Linked DNA regions of Pan troglodytes: region 2 is linked to region 1. Evidence: chromatin contacts called from public Hi-C data. All regions are on one chromosome and are shown on one strand. The core of a region is the stretch at or near the end of the contact, and the rest is flanking DNA. Distances in the headings are between cores, read along the strand shown. Region 1 has its middle 74 kb from the start of MEX3C. Region 2 has its middle 460 kb from the start of MEX3C.

Region 1 (3,465 bases), core at 609-3,108:
CTGAGAAAAGTGAGGTACACGGATCTTAAGTCTCTCTGGGTTTCAGTTTCCTAAAAATTCAACGGTTTTGAAAGGGAAGTGCCCTAGAAGTCTGCATGTGAATGGGATCAAAGGACCTGTGACTCAGGAGGGAGGCTCTCCACCCCTCAACATGTTAAGGATACATCATTATGGGAACGGGAAGGAATTTCATGGTGAGAGTCAAAGTGCAGGGGGCTTGCCAGGAGAATGTATTTTTGGACATGCTGGGGGACAAGAACGTTAGAAAAATGGCATCTAATGAACTGGAGTGCAGTGGTGCGATCACAGCTTACTGCAGCCTCAACCTCCTGGTCTTGTGCAAGCCTCCCGCCTCGGCCTGCTGGTGGTCTTGATGGTGGGGAAGGAAAACTACATGCGATTGAGGGGAGGATGAAAAGAACACCCATCACAGGACTATTCACAAATGGGAGACAGATGCAACCCCGACACCTGGGTCTTCAAGTCGTTCTGCCCCAGCATCATTCCAGAGTCTAGCCCCGCCCTCCCGGTGCTGTCTTGTCCCAAGGCCCTGCTGCCTGGCCTTTGGGAACACTGTAAGGTGCCACTGCTCGCCCTTGCCGTGGTCCTCTGCCTGACCTGTTCCCCAGCATGAACCTCCCCTACCATATGCCCAGTTTGGAATTCCATGAGGGGGAATGTGGGAGGGAACTTAGAAGAAACTGTTTTAAATAACAAGCTAACACTCTCGAGGACAGTCTAAAAAGGCTTTCTTTAATGATTAAGCCTGGGAGAGTTAAGACTGAAGGAAGGACTGGAAGAAGGAAAATGAGGATTTGGATGAGACTACAGGTGAATTTCCCGCAGATGGAAGCGCTGGAGAGGGACGCCGAGCAGCTCTGCAGCGCCCATCGGCAGGATCACCAGGCAGGCTGGGCCTCCATCCATGGGTGCCTCTGGCTCCCTATCTGTGCAACCGGACGGCCATCACCCCTCACAGAGTTGTTATGAGGCTCCAAGGAATCCCTGTGTATGAATCTCAGCACAGTGCCCGACTTGTAGTAAGTGCTCTATTTTAGTATTATTTTTACTTTGAAACAAAAACTTGCAGAAAATTGGGGAAAAGAACAGGGGAGAGCCCATGGGAACATCCAGCCTGAATGCTTCCCTTTAAGGTGAGGAGACAGTGCAGAGAGCTACTCTCCCAACCGGCACCTGAGTGGACGCTCCCCCCAGGGCCTCCTGCCCGCAACAGCCCAGTCCTTTCTTTGCCGGTGAGGCACAGTCAGGACGGTCCCACAGCACTCCTGGGGGCTGAGTCTGACCACAGCGCAGCGCCTGGGTAGTCCACACAGACCGTCTGCACCCCAGTCAGGGTGCTAGGGATAGACAATCCAACTCAAAATAGTTTAAGCCTACTCCCCCGCCCAAAAAATGTACTTATTCATGTAGCTAAGGCATCTGGGATTGGTAGAAACTGAAATGACTCCATTAGGACACTGTCTCTTCTGTGTTCTTTCCTTCCCTTCATTCCTTTTCCTTCCTTTCCCTCCATCTCTCCCTCCCTCCCTCCCCTCTCTTTTCTTTCTTGACGGGGTCTCACTCTGTCACCCAGGCTAGAGTGCAGTGGCACAATCATGGCTCACTGCAGCCTTGAAGTCCTGGGCTCAAGCGATCCTCCTGAAACGGGAAAGGTTCTCCTGTCCCCCTCGCAGGGTGTGCGACCTGTGGAGTGGCTCGGTTCTCCAGTGCCTCGCTGCTCAAATCTTTAGGGGAGCATACAGACGGGCAGGCTGTGGGGCTCCAACCCCACTGCAGTGTCTAGGGGTGAATGTTTACAGCTCCTGAAGTCCCAGTGGACGTGTGTTACAGGGTCTTTTAGTTTGCCCTCTACAGGCGGTTTGTGTTAAACAGCTCAATTAGACCCTCTACCTTGTCCCAAGGACAGAGGGTTTTCTGTATCCCGGGTTCTTGCCTTGGTGTACTGGAAGATTCAGATCACAGGTGAGCTTGGAGAATAAGTGCAAAGTTTTACTGAGTAGAAGTAGCTTTCAGCCAATGGGGGAGCCAGAAGGGAGATGGTTTTCCCCTGGAGTTTGGCTGCTCAGTGGCCCCAGCTCCCTTCCAACGGCCCCATCCAAACTCCGCATCATTCTGCTGATTCATGGCCGGTCTGCCTGCCTTCCTGCCGGGTGGTGGGCTCTCGGGTCTCAAAGACCAGCTGCTTGTCTTTTTCCTCCAATGTATTCCTCCCGACTTCCAGCCGCTTCTGTGTCTGCCCTCTAGGGGGTCATGGGTTTTTATAGGCCCAAGATGTGGGCGTGGCAGGCCAGGGTAGTCTTGGGGAATGCAACATTTGGGCAGAAAAATGCCTGTCCTTACCTAGGTCCGTGGGGGTGGAGCCCTAGCCAGGGACCACAACTCTCCTCTACCCAGCACTTCCTTTCCCCTTTTCCATATCATTTAAAGCGGCCACGCTCTTCCCTTTCCAGCATTTCAGTGTCACTCCCACCTCAGCCTCCTGAGTAGCTGGGACCACAGGCATGTACACCACACCCGGCTAAATTTATTTTACTTTTTTGTAGAGATGGGGATCTCACCATGTTGTCCAGGCTGGTCTTGAACTCCTGGGCTCAAGGGATCCTCCCACCTCAGCCTCCCAAAGTGCTGAGATCCTCTAGGTTTCTTTGGGTTCATTCTCAGCATTCTTTGGGTTCATTCTCTTCATGTGGGGTAAGGTGGCCACCAGCAACTACAGGCTCACATGGTCCTCGTGTTTTAAAATGCAGGTTTTCTGGCTGGGCACGGTGGCTCACGCCTGTAATCCCAGCACTTTGGGAGGCTGAGGCTGGTGGATCACAAGGTCAAGAGATGGAGACCATCCTGGCCAACATGGTGAAACCCCGTCACTACTGAAAATACAAAAATTAGCTGGGCATGGTGGCGCATGCCTGTAGCCTGTAGTCCCAGCTACTCGGGAGGCTGAGGCAGGAAAATCACTTGAACCTGACAGGCAGGGCTTGCAGGGTTTGGTGGAGCGCCGCAGAGCTTGGAGTGTTGAGGTCGCGCCACTGCACTTCCAGCTTGGAGACAGAAGGAGACTCCATCTCAAAAATAAACAAATAAATAAATATAAATAAAAAAATAAAATAAAATGCAGGTTTTATTATTAGTATCAGGTATGGTGAAGCCAACAGGTCAGGAGACAGCTGCCGTTGAAGAGATTGTTACCCACAGTTCCCAAGAGGAGGGGTCACACTGCACCACACAGGGCCACCCGGGGAAGCAGGAGTTGGTCAGGAGGCAGAGGATGTAAGGGGAAAATGTGGGCAAGAGCCGTCATTGTGGTTTTCATGGGAAAGAAGGGGCAAGGTAGGTAAGCAGGTTTAGCAGGTGTAGGATTGGCCAGCTTGAATAATTTCAGCAGGTTCTGGGATGTAGGGGCTGCCCTAATTGTCTGATGTCTGTGAAATGGGAGAGTTCCCT
Region 2 (3,307 bases), core at 290-2,789, 530 kb after region 1:
TACTGGAAAGCTTCCTGTACTCATAGTCAAAGGTCTTGATATAAGTTGTAGTTCTTACATAGCCTAGTTGTATGGTCTTGAATAAGTTAGTCCCATCTCTGAATCTTAGGAATGTTATCTGTAAAATAGAAATTAAAAAACATTTATTGAATATCTACCATGTGCTAAATATTTGTGATATGAAATAGTGATATCAATATCACTATTTATTAGCAAAATATGATTTGCTAATATTTATTAGCAATCATATTTATTAGCAATCATATTTATTAGCATATCATTCATTAGCAATATTTATTAGCAAAATATGATTCATGCTAATAAAAGATTCATCAATAAAAGACACATCAGTAGATGTCTTCACTGAGTCTTTGAACTTGAGTGATGAGTGGGTGTCAGTAAAATGACACTTTAGCTAGAGGAAACAGCAAATCCATTATCAGGGACCTCCTCTTGAAATGTTTCATGCAGGGAGGTGGCCTGGCAGCACGGAATAACAGAAAGACCATGGGCATGGTGTCATTGGTCTGTGTTCAAATCCTGACTTAGTCTCTTACTAGCTGTGTGACCTTGGGGAAGTTGCTCAACCTCTCTGTGCCTCAATTTTCTTCACCTTAAAGTGGGGATTCTATTACTTATTTCTCATGAGTATTGTGTGTAGAGACAACTTTTGTAAAGTACTTGATAAAGCAGTGATCCATGTCTTCAACAATTATGTATTGAACGCCCAGTATGTGTTACATGTGGCCACAGAGGCTGAGAATAAACAATAACCAGACAACTTCCTGTGATCTTCCATTTAAAATATGTATTATTATCACTCATAATATAATACTATTATTGGAAAGAAGTTCTCAGGATTTTCTATGCACCACATTGTCCCATCAGTTTTCATTACTGCTGTGATTTTCATATCAGATCATGGGGGAGGGAGGTAGAGATCACATGCTGATGGAAAATGGCCCACCCGGATACCCTGCTATGCCCTTCCGCCTTCCTGCCGCACTGAGCCTCACTGAGGGGAGAACAGATGTTCCACTGATTGGCTGGGGTGAGGAGGATGGGATACCGCAGTGGCCTCTGGGAAGTGGGATGCTCACAAACCCCTTCTAGCCAAGGATGGCTGTCACCCTGCCCAGAACTGGGGAGGTGGAGGAAGAAATAAGAGCCAGGCAGCAAACTCCTTCCAGAGGGCTCCTTTGAAAAGTGGGGCGGGGGAATAATTATGGCAAATGTTTGAGCAGCCACTGGAGGAGGTGAAGGGGAAGGAGGGGTTGGTGGAGGGGAGAGTCTGGTTAATTATGGAACAGATGCCCAGCAGCACCTTGGGGTGAATGCATTAAGAAGGGGGAACTGTCATCTCATTCTCCCTCTCAAATTTATTCACAGTCTCCTGCGGCACCCAGCTGGGGCTGGTTTAGTGTGGGTTTTGCCTCAGTTGGAGAGATCTGCAAGTTCAAAGCCTTCTCCTTATTTCCAAATGGGATCTCCCTCCAGCCTTCTCTCTCTTCCTTCCCCACTCCGCCTCCCCATTGTGACTCTCCGCACACCCCACTGTGCTGCCTCTGCCTGCAGATGCTTTCATTGTTTTGCCTGTACTGGTTCAGGAAAGTGGCCTCCCGACCTTCAGGCAAATAGGAGGAGAGGGCTGGGGCTTCCAGGCATCCTCTGCCTTCCCCTGTCTCCCCTCTGCTCCTTGGCCTGGCCATGGCTGGGAGCCAAGTCCAGCCAGCAGGGTCTTCTCGCAGAGGGTGCCTGAGGGAAGGCTTCAAAGCCGAGCACGGTAGACCTGGGGCTTCTGCTTGCAGCCCAGAGAGATGTAAATCAGGTAGCAGGGACACAAAGAGCAGAGGCCCATATTCTAACAGTTTGGCTTACAGTACCGTTCGCTATGCAGATACTGCATGGTTTGCACCCTGGCCACATGGTCTTGGGGCCTGAGGCAGAGAGTAGAAAACAAGGCTGGGCCTGGGTTGTCCTGGGTTCTCCTTTCCTGCCCTTCAGTGTCTTTCCCACACGTTTCCCGACTGCATTCTCTCAGGCTGCCGAATGGAGTTAAAACCTAAAAATCAAAAGAGGGAAATGACTTGTATGTCACCTGCTTTCCTCCCCTCAGCATTTTCAAATGACTCACCTCCCCAGGGGCCCAGCTCAATCCACCTCTGCTATGAAAAATACTCCACCTCCGCAGCACCTCTCAGCCCTGTCTCAGCTTTATTTGTCCCTAAGTAAGCACTGGCTTATCTGCTAACACTTTCATCAGAAGATCCTTTCTCTCTCTGGCTAAATGGTAAATTTCTGAAAAAAACTATCCCCACTTCAGAGCCCACCCTGACACATGGTAGATATGGTGCTCTGGGCACACATCCTGCCCTATTTTGTACATGTTCACCCTATGCGGGACGTTTATGGTTGGTCAGCAAAGTAAAAATGCCCTTAGTTATCAGGGAAGTCTATAATCTCTAGCACGAGCATAAAGAAAAAGTGGATGGGGAGATAAACAGGTGATAATTTTTCCTATATAAATAAAATGATTGAATACTGTTAGGATTCAATAAGTTTATTGATTACTGGTGGCAATCCATACAGGTCTACAGCAACCTCAGTTCTTGCCTCCTCAGAAGAAAGAATTCGACTGAGGGGAATAAAGCAGAAAAAGAGATCAAGGCAAGTTTCAGAGCAGGAGTGGAAGTTTATTAAAAAGCTTTAGAGCAGGGGATAAACAAAGTACACTCGGAAAAGACCCAATTGGGCACTTTGGAGGTCAAGTGTAGCGTTTGACCTTCTGACTTGGGGTTTTATATATTGGCATACTTCCAGGGTATAGTGTCCCTTTTCCCATGATTCTTCCCTTAGGGTGGACCGCCTGCATGTGCAATGTCCTCCTTGTGCTTGGGAGGTGAGCATGCACAGTGTGTTTGAGGAGGTGTACGCATGCTCACCTGAGGCTTTCTTCCCTTTTCCGGTGGAGTGCCCCCAGAAGGTCTTGTGCTGCCGTATCGTCTCTTAATGCGCATGCTCGAGCTCACTCGCCCAACTCCTGAAAGCTGCCGATCAACAGTTACCGGTGTTTTTTTTTATCTGTATAGGGAGACTGCCTTTCTCTGATGCTGGCTGTCACCAATTATTATTTTATAGAGATAGTTAACAACCGCCTGACCAGCACCTGATGGTCACCTGACTTTCCTGGTGTGGGTATGGAGGAGCCCTTTCCTGCCCTCCTCATAGGCTGGCTAGCTACCTGCTATAAAAATACTGTGAGTAATTCAAAGCAGATAACACAAATGAACTCATTGGAAATGAAGCA

Evidence for each region. Hi-C and Micro-C count contacts between places; a contact is called where the count stands out from the background.
Region 2: a contact with region 1 is called in a Hi-C map of induced pluripotent stem cells, with 2.4 times the contacts expected there. The contact joins two enhancer-like sites. A contact is called at or near these places in 2 of 7 Hi-C or Micro-C datasets (induced pluripotent stem cells and stem cell-derived neural progenitor cells).

The regions. Positions count from the first base shown.
Region 1 is chr17:61,175,168-61,178,632 of NHGRI_mPanTro3-v2.0_pri, forward strand. No RefSeq gene overlaps it. Among named protein-coding and RNA genes, the nearest start is that of MEX3C, 74 kb to the right of the region's middle. Within about 2 kb of position 1,859, at least 1 of the 24 cell types and tissues checked has an H3K27ac peak or open chromatin away from gene starts, as enhancers often do. A contact at or near this core is called in induced pluripotent stem cells, where this site is marked.
Region 2 is chr17:61,709,617-61,712,923 of NHGRI_mPanTro3-v2.0_pri, forward strand. No RefSeq gene overlaps it. Among named protein-coding and RNA genes, the nearest start is that of MEX3C, 460 kb to the left of the region's middle. Within about 2 kb of position 1,540, at least 4 of the 24 cell types and tissues checked have an H3K27ac peak or open chromatin away from gene starts, as enhancers often do. A contact at or near this core is called in induced pluripotent stem cells, where this site is marked.